2 separate regions of the Danio rerio genome follow, and region 1 is linked to region 2. A link is a contact called in public HiCAR-type data. All regions are on one chromosome and are shown on one strand. The core of a region is the stretch at or near the end of the contact, and the rest is flanking DNA. Distances in the headings are between cores, read along the strand shown. Region 1 has its middle 13 kb from the start of ier5l. Region 2 has its middle 35 kb from the start of ntmt1.

Region 1 (4,368 bases), core at 1,274-3,773, 240 kb before region 2:
CAGTAAATTCCACATTGTTCTTTCTTCTGGCTGTAGTTATCAGTCTCAGACTGATATCAGTAGTAAACTGTCTCAGATTAGCTGAAAACTGCTGTAGAATAAAAATGGGTTCATATTTTTGTAAAATGTCTGTATGCTAAAAAAAACACCCAAATTTCTTTAAACACCATAGTTGGAGATAAAAAGTACCTTAGGTATTCGATTACATCATAGTAGATTTACATTTTTAAAAGGCATAGTACACCCAATAATGTTAATTCCATCATCATTTGTTCCCTACACTTGTTCTGTATGAGTTTATTTCTTCTGCCAAACAAAAAAGAAGATATTTCAGGATTTGAAAATGGTAATCATTGATATCTGTTCATGGATTTCCAACATTCTTCTACATATCTTATTTTGTCCTTGCCAGAAAAAAAAGAATAATAAAAGAGAAATGTTGAAAATTTTAATTTTGGGGGTGAACTATCCCTTTCACACTGTTTTAAAAAATTAGTTTACCTTCATACACAGTTTTTGACTTCCCCCTATCTTATTATTTTAACTAGCTCAAATACATTAACACAATTAATATAATTATAAAGAGTTAAAAGCATGACATTTGTTAGAAATTTTACATGGCTTGAAATTGTCTGCTGCAGGTCTCATAGCCTGTGTATGGCGGCAAATAAACAGAGAGCACCTTTAATAATCCAGTTAATTAAAATGAAAAATCCCTGTTTAAGATACTGCAATTTAACAGAATCAACGACTTTCTTATGAAATGTTTGCGAGTTGATGTCATATGTGACAAATGAACTCACTGAACAGCCTTTCCTGTCTGAGCCTTTCTAGCTCTTCTGGAATTTCAGCTTCCTGTAACCTGTTGAGACTCATCTGCATGCCACGGACTGAGGGTGTGTTCACCAAAGGGTTGGGGGTGGGTGAGGAGGGGAACCGGAGAGATACAGAGAATGAAAGAAAGAGGGAGCTGTATCTCTCCCTCACACAGGTACACACACACACACACACACACACACACACACACACACACACACACACACACGCACATACTCAAACTCTTTTCTCGCTCTTTTTATCTTTTGCACAAACGCACACACACACACACACACACACACACACACACACACTGTGTTTAGGCATTTGCTCTATAAAGAACACCAAATTATTACAGGACATTTTTTATATTCATCTTTAGATATTTTGTTTTGTTAAATATTTTGTTTAAGCTAAATTTTGTAGTATTACTTACAAACGTAGTATTACTTACCCAGAGAGTAGAGTGATTTCTCATAATATAAGGTGCTAACTTTCAATAAAATATATGATTAGTAAATTATGATTCCTAAGAAGCAGTCATTTAAAGAAAATGGCTCTTAAAATGTGACACATTAAATAATAAAAATCTATTATATACACATTTCAGTATATTGCAGTTTAAAAGTGCTCAAATTATGTCTAATATACATTTACAAAGTTTGTCTCAAGTCCTAGATCTGTCTCCTTTATTTCAGATGCTAGAAAATACCACAAAAGCTGCCTTACCAATCTTAATGCCTAGAATTTCCCCCCTTTTCTTTGGCTCTGTCCTTGATCTGGTAATCAATTTCATTGATTTCAACATGAATGACAGCCTTGGTTCAAACCAAAGTACAAATAATGACCCCAAGGATTTTACAAATACACACAGACTTTGTATAATTTTTGCTGTAGGTAGAATATCATCTGGTTTTATTTAAAATGAGATTATTTTAAACAGGGCTGTAGTTTTGTGCCTGGACTCACACTGCCAGAAATTATTCTCCTCACTACCCTCTTCAGTCGAAGGGGGGTGCATTTTTGATGGCTTCTAGGTGGATGTGGACATATGAGGAGCGTGCGCACGGACGCGTGCACGCGCTATAGGTAAACCATTGCGCACTCGCGTGGCACATAGCTGTGGGAAGAATAACGAAATAAAGTATATAGGCAAACAAAACATTATTATTAATAATATTAATATACATAATTATGTTCTATACGTATTTAGAATGCTTCAACATTTAACCTATTAATTTTTAAGAGTAACATTTAACAGTTAATTGGCTGTTTATGTAAACAATGCAATCGAACCAGCATTTTTAAATGGCACAGATCGTACTAAATAAAATAAACTCTATAATGCGGTATAGTCACGCAAGTGAATGTTCCACTTGCCAGGATGCATGTTTTACTTGCGTGCCTACTCCTCCCTCCAGCTCAACAGAGCGTGCGCGAGCTCGCCCACGTGTGCGCGCTGCAGGGTGACAGCGGAAGACAGAGGTTGCGCTTGCAGCACGCACTACTTCAGAGGCATGAGAATGAGCGAAATCGCTGCAAATGTTTATTTCTAACAAAAATGTAATTCGCATAGGTCCTTTTCCAGAGATATCCGAGCGGCCCGTGGAAGTGTTAGCAGCACGGGCATTCTCAAGAGTGCAGCTTGTGCCCTATTTTTATCCTTCAGCTCGTGTGCGTCACGAATCCAATGGCTGTGGTGACACTTTGCGTTGATTTCGAGGTTCGCCTACTAATGCTCTCCTGCAGAGGGCCCATTTCTCCTTGAAGTGCTTAGACCGCTGTGTGTGAGTGAAATATTAGAACTAACAATTTCCCCTGCAAATGCGAGCATCAAATCAGCTCTGCCAATAATGGCATGCTCAAACGGCCAGCAGGAAAAAAGAACCATCTAAGAGATATTAACAGCATTTTCACAATTTCTGTGCTGCTCCTAGGATTTATTAGAATATATTTGTTCAGGATATATATTATAAATAAAATTATTTTAAACAAATATATCATTAAAGGGGTAGTTCGACCAAATATAAATTTTATTTCATTTACTGGCCCTCCACTTGTTCAAAGTCTGTATGAATTTCATAAGATATTTTGCAGAACATGGGTTTCTAAAGTTGTCTTTATTGATTTTTATTGCATTTTTTCCTAATATGGAGGGTTTTTTTTAGGGGGGGGGGTGGTGGGCTTCTATTATTTATTATTAGAAAATATATATAATAAAAACTTTGGAGCAACTGTAGGGTGTAAATAGCGAGTGTTATTTTCTGGAGTAATTATACCTTTAAATCAATCTTTATATTTAAATGTCAAATCAATATTAGATACAGTAATGTGTGTTAAAAAGAGTAAAATATATGAACACTTTTATTATTTGTGTCAATACCTAATTTCACAGATGTTTAAATGAACATTGCGCATATCACATAATTATTTGATCCAAGCAGACTCTACATGTTTTGTACTATGTTTTAGCAGCACACAGCTTCTTTGTTTTTCATGTTTTCATGCACGCATGCTCAGATGCACTGAAGTATGTTTTGAATGCAAAAAAAAAAAGTGGCCTGCTCTTCTTCAGAAGCTTGCAGTGCTGCTGGATGGTGTGTGTGTCCCAGTAGGGAGTTTCAGTACTGAAGAAACTATTGTCAGGAAGTGGCGTATAGGTTGGTCACATCTGCAGTCCACTCTTCATACACTCCCTCTACTGGCGTCCACTTTGACACTCTCCCGGCCAGAATTAAATGGCTGTTACCGTACAGAACGTAAGGGAGGGGGGATTGAGAGAGAGCGCTGGTGTTAGCAGTTATTGGTTGAATGTGAAATGAAAGATCAGTGTACATAGATTGAAATTTACTTTTAAGTTTAACTTTGACTCTCATATAATATTTTAATCAATGTTCATTTAAAAAAATAATAATTTGACGTCTTTTATTGTCCCTTATTATTTTTAGTCCAGTGTTTGGGAGAGAACCAAAATATTGAAAGCTATCAATGCATCCAGTGCAAAAAAAGCATTTCCTGTTCATAGTTTTGTAAGCCAAGAGGATTAACTAGACATGTTTGTCTGCTGAGAGGAAGACGGAAAGAAAAAGAGAGAGGTGAGGGGGGGGGGGGGGGGGGGGTCAAAAGAAGACGCAAAGTTGTGTTTCAGACAATTCTTTCCTACAAAGAGTTTTGTAAATATGAGTTTTTTTCTGCGTTAACAAATAAAACACTATAGAAAATTGATATGCGACATATTTTAAATATTAATTAATTTAAACAATGCTTAAGAAGCATATACTTAAGCATACTTAATACTTTAATAAACTGGACATTTGGAGAGAAATGAGAGACGTGGTCTTGGAGTTGGTGGAATCAGGTCAAAGAATTCCTGAACCATGTTCGGGAAATATGGAACACCCGGAATTCCAGGGGTGGGGCCATAGCGAGAGAGAGAGCACTCCATAAACAAATACTCCGGCAAATGTTAATCGAACACACATGCTCTCTCTCACGAAGAAGAGGGGGAGAAAAGGGAGGGAGCGGGTACTTTCCAAGTCTCCTAGAGAAAAT
Region 2 (4,466 bases), core at 1,902-4,401:
ATATTGCGATCTGTTGGACATAGCATATTGCTCATTCAGTAAAGGCACAGATAAACATATGTGTTTTCAGTCTTGATTTGAATGTGCCTAATGTTGGAGCACATCTGATCATTACATCTGATCAATACAGACACAAACTACATTTTTTAACATCTTTTACAATATGGAAATTTGATCTGATATCAGCAACTCTTTTATTTTGTTGAAAGTCAATAACTCGTGTAAGCAGATCAATCTTTGTGTGTATTTCTGTGTCTGATAACAAAACACAGATGTGGTGGAGAATGAATATTATTTTAGATTCTAAACCATAGAAAACAAGGTGACATTAAAGAAAACTTCTAGGTCTTTATTATCCCAAAATCATTCTCAATCCTGTCTTTTTTCAGTGATGAACTCAAACACTGCCAACATCATGTCTTCTTTCTGAGAAAGATTCTTATAAAGCACACATTAGCTGTATTATATCATGTCCAAGGCACTGATCAAGACCCTTATGGTGAGCAGCACACATCTAAACTGGAACAACCATCAGAAAAAATAGATAATGAATCTGCCAATAAATTAATTACATATCATGTCAATACAGATAATATTAAGTAAAAAATTATTGGCAGATAATGATAGCATCACCAATATATTGTGCATCAGCATGTACTATGTGATCCCTGTGGGATCTTGGGTAAAAGTCATTACACACTTTATTACACTTCATGACTGCAGCACCAACTTTCTGACACAAATTTGTTCCAGGACTAATTTATAAGACCAATTTTTTAAGAATTTTTTTTAAGTGTTAGAGCTTTCATTCAATCATTCATTTTCTTTTTGGCTTAGTCCCTTTATTAATCTGAGATCGCCACAGCGGAATGAACCACCAACTTATCCAGCATATGTTTTACGCAGCGGATGCCCTTCCAGCTACAACCCATCACTGGGAAACACCCATACACTCTCATTTACGCACATACACTATGGACAATTTTAGCATATGACTTTGGACTTGTGGGGCAAACCTGAGCACCCGGATGAAACCCACGAGAACATGCAAACTCCACACAGAAATGCCAACTGACCCAGCCGAGGCTCAAACCGGCGACCTTCTTGCTGTGAGGCGACATCACAGCCTACTGCGCCACCGTATTGCCCTTGTTAGAACTTTAGAACGATTTTGAACTGTTTTGTTAGAGATCCACTGTATAGTGTAGTATAATATTATTAGAGATCCACTCATTGGATATATACATAAATGAATTCACCCCTTGAATTAATATTTTTTCAACCATTTCTCAGTGAATGTAAACAATTTATTTTGGTGCGTTTAAACAAAACTATTTTTTTGAACAGGCATATCCATTAAATGAAGAGTTTGGTCAATTAAGATCTTTAGGAATAGAAAGATGTTACATTTAACTTCAAAGGAGATATTGCAAAATAATAAAACATTTTATATATTTTTATATTATGTTTCTCTTAATTTTTCCTGTTTATTAAAATTGTATTTAATATTTTTTTCCCACATATTATTTTGGGTGTACTAATTTTTGAACTGTGATTTAAATTTTTTTTGTTAGATCCAATTTTGTCTTTGGTACCGACTAATCTAATCTATATACACAAAAATATTATTATAAAGCATCCTGTAGAAAGTAATAATTTTAAAGAAAATATTATTATATGCTGAGCAGTGTTTATAGCCTGATATTACAATTTTACTTTTGTCATGAAAACAGATCATTGTTAATCATGTTTTAAGGGAGTAAAGTTTACAACCAAATGTTTAAGTTGTACTAGCAAGCTTAGTAAACTTATGTAAACATAGATTGGATCGGTTAAATATACAATAGGCTAACATTATTTTTGTTGTCTAACAAACTAAACTACATTTTGTACAGATTTTATATTGTTTAAATATTTAAGTATTATTCCCCTAAATATATATATAGAAGAATATATAGAAGGTCGCTGGTTCGAGCCTCGGCTGGGTCAGTTGGCATTTCTGTGTGGAGTTTGAATGTTCTCCCCGTATTGGCGTGGGTTTCCTCCAGGTGCTCCGGTTTCCCCTACAAATCCAAAGACATGTGGTACAGATGAATTGGGTATGCTAAAATTATCTGTTTATGAGTGTGAATGAGAGTGTATGGATGTTTCCCAGTGATGGGTTGCGGCTGTGTAAAACATATGCTGGATAAGTTGGCGGATCATTCCTCTGTGTCCACCCCAGAAAAATAAAGGGACTAAGTCGAAAAGAAAATGAATGAATATAGAGAAATCATAAAATGTTTCAAGCTAAAAGATATGCAGATGGAGTTAAACTGATCATAAATGAATACATTTAATAGAAGTGAATGCCACATTGTGGTTTATACTTTGGTTCATTTTGAGATATTATGCCTCTGAACATCTGGTTCCTCTGAGCCCTAGGCCCTTTAAGGCCCCTGCATTTTAAATTTTTCCAGGCTAAAAAGGTACCTTTTTTAGTCTTCAGAATTGTCCTTCCTTTGTGGTAACATTTTTGTGGAACAGTCCATATAAACAAAGAATACTTATACAAACAGTCAATCACAGTTATCTGTTATAAGGTGACTGGACATTAGGTGCAAAAATGTTTTCATACTTGAAAAAAAAGCTAAAAATTATAGTAATGAAAGACCAACCAGAAGTTTGTGACTTATACTAAAGTATGGGAGCAATTCCAACGTCATGGATGTGACATTTATTATAAAAACTCAAAACATAAATTCACAAAGAAAGCATATATTAACATTATATTGAAACATTAAAACATATTTTGTAAAACAACTGATCAGAAAGTTAAGGGATCATTAAAATATCACTCTGTAAACATTTTTATATTTTAAATAGGAAAAAAATAATCATGGGTTATTGATGTGACCAAAAAGTGTGAGTTTACAGTATACACAACATACCTTTTCAACTTGGCTGTAAAATAAGAATTTTATATCAGTAGTAAGAAATTTTGGATTAAATTTCCGGCAGTGAGTGCACAACACATGTGAACACACACACACGCATGCACGCACGCACACACACATAGATACACACACACACACACACACACACACACTCACATGCCTGCTTTGCCACACCCTTCAGAGACATTCAGCCTATTTAGCACAACACACACCCAACACAGAAGGTGATACTGCTTCCTAGGCTGGTGTAGCCTACTTAACATACAACAAGCAGGTTGTAAAGATTGCCCCTTACTACTTTTTGTGAAAGGCAGACTCAATCTTATGTAACATCCCACGTCAGTCTCTTCCTGGTAAACAAGAGCGGTGCTGCTCTGGAGCTGAAGAGGTTTTAGAGCACACATTAAAGCTAACTCTGTCAGAGACAGTTTTGCCTAGAGTACACAACCATCCAGCTCTTCTTTATGCCTCTACGTTTCGCCAAAGCACCCCAACAACATAAAGTCTGGTAGAATAACTTCATTTGAGCTTCTAAAAGTTGTGTTCATAAGGGTTGGCTGTTTAACTTGGAGAACAAACACACAAAACCCAGGCTTGAGGTTGAGCAGCGTAGAACTGTACAGTGACATTTTTGAGGCATTACGGTTGAATGCAATTTCTTGTCATTGATCCAAGAAACTCATGGAATTTGTTACAAGAATTATAGTTGGTAAACAGGAACAACTTTAATTTTTTTTAAATTGACAAAGTGTGTTGATGAGTGCTTTGGTGCTAAAAGCATGAGTCCTGCTGTGGCAGATGAGGTTGACTCACCTCCGCTCCCTGCCCTATCTCCTCTGTGATTTCCAGTCACTGAACTCAGCCCATGTACTTTTTATGGGCCAAATAGTCCACTTCATCTCTTCCTTTGCTAGCAGCGCTGAGTACTGGGCAAGGGCTGGGTCAAAAACACTGGAAAGTGCCCTAACTAACAGTGCCACCTGATGGTGAATAGCTGCTACTACATTAATCACATTACTGTGAGTTGAAATGAGAGCACCACCACAGGTTTACAGTCACAACTGCACAACTGAGATCTCACTGGTTTTAACCTACCTTGATGTCACACCACTACTTTGCTTTGGTTTCAGATGTGATTATATTCAAGGATCTTTGGACTTAGTGAGACTTTTATCTTTGTTTGCACCTTTTGATAAAAGAAGTAAGCAACAAAATAAGATGGCCATTCAGAATATTTGTATCCTCCCTTCTTTTTTTGTGCTTTGGCTCCATTTCCTGGAAGTACTTCCTTAGTTATGACGCACTTCCTGAAGGCTTCTGTGTAATAGGGGGAAACAGTGGGTGTAGGAGAGAACTCATGGAAGGAGATGACTGCTTTCCTGATACACATTTTCAGGTTCCGTTACTATTATGTGGAAGGAGGAGAGGAGGCTAATCTCAAAACAATATGACGAAGAGAAGCTAGTGACTCTTTGATTCATAGATTTCTGAGACTTGGATGTTTTATTATCGTGTTATTACTAAAGGTCT

What was found. HiCAR-type assays count read pairs that join an accessible place to other places.
Region 1: a contact with region 2 is called in a HiCAR-type map of caudal fin, with 12 times the contacts expected there. The contact joins two enhancer-like sites. A contact is called at or near these places in 3 of 18 Hi-C or Micro-C datasets (caudal fin, fibroblasts and an unstated tissue) and 1 of 4 datasets of contacts at active chromatin or transcription factors (caudal fin).

What each region holds. Positions count from the first base shown.
Region 1 is chr5:33,396,881-33,401,248 of GRCz12tu, reverse strand. No RefSeq gene overlaps it. Among named protein-coding and RNA genes, the nearest start is that of ier5l, 13 kb to the left of the region's middle. Within about 2 kb of position 2,523, at least 58 of the 62 cell types and tissues checked have an H3K27ac peak or open chromatin away from gene starts, as enhancers often do. A contact at or near this core is called in caudal fin, where this site is marked.
Region 2 is chr5:33,158,431-33,162,896 of GRCz12tu, reverse strand. It overlaps a transcript of ntmt1 not described here. Among named protein-coding and RNA genes, the nearest start is that of ntmt1, 35 kb to the right of the region's middle. Within about 2 kb of position 3,151, at least 46 of the 62 cell types and tissues checked have an H3K27ac peak or open chromatin away from gene starts, as enhancers often do. A contact at or near this core is called in caudal fin, where this site is marked.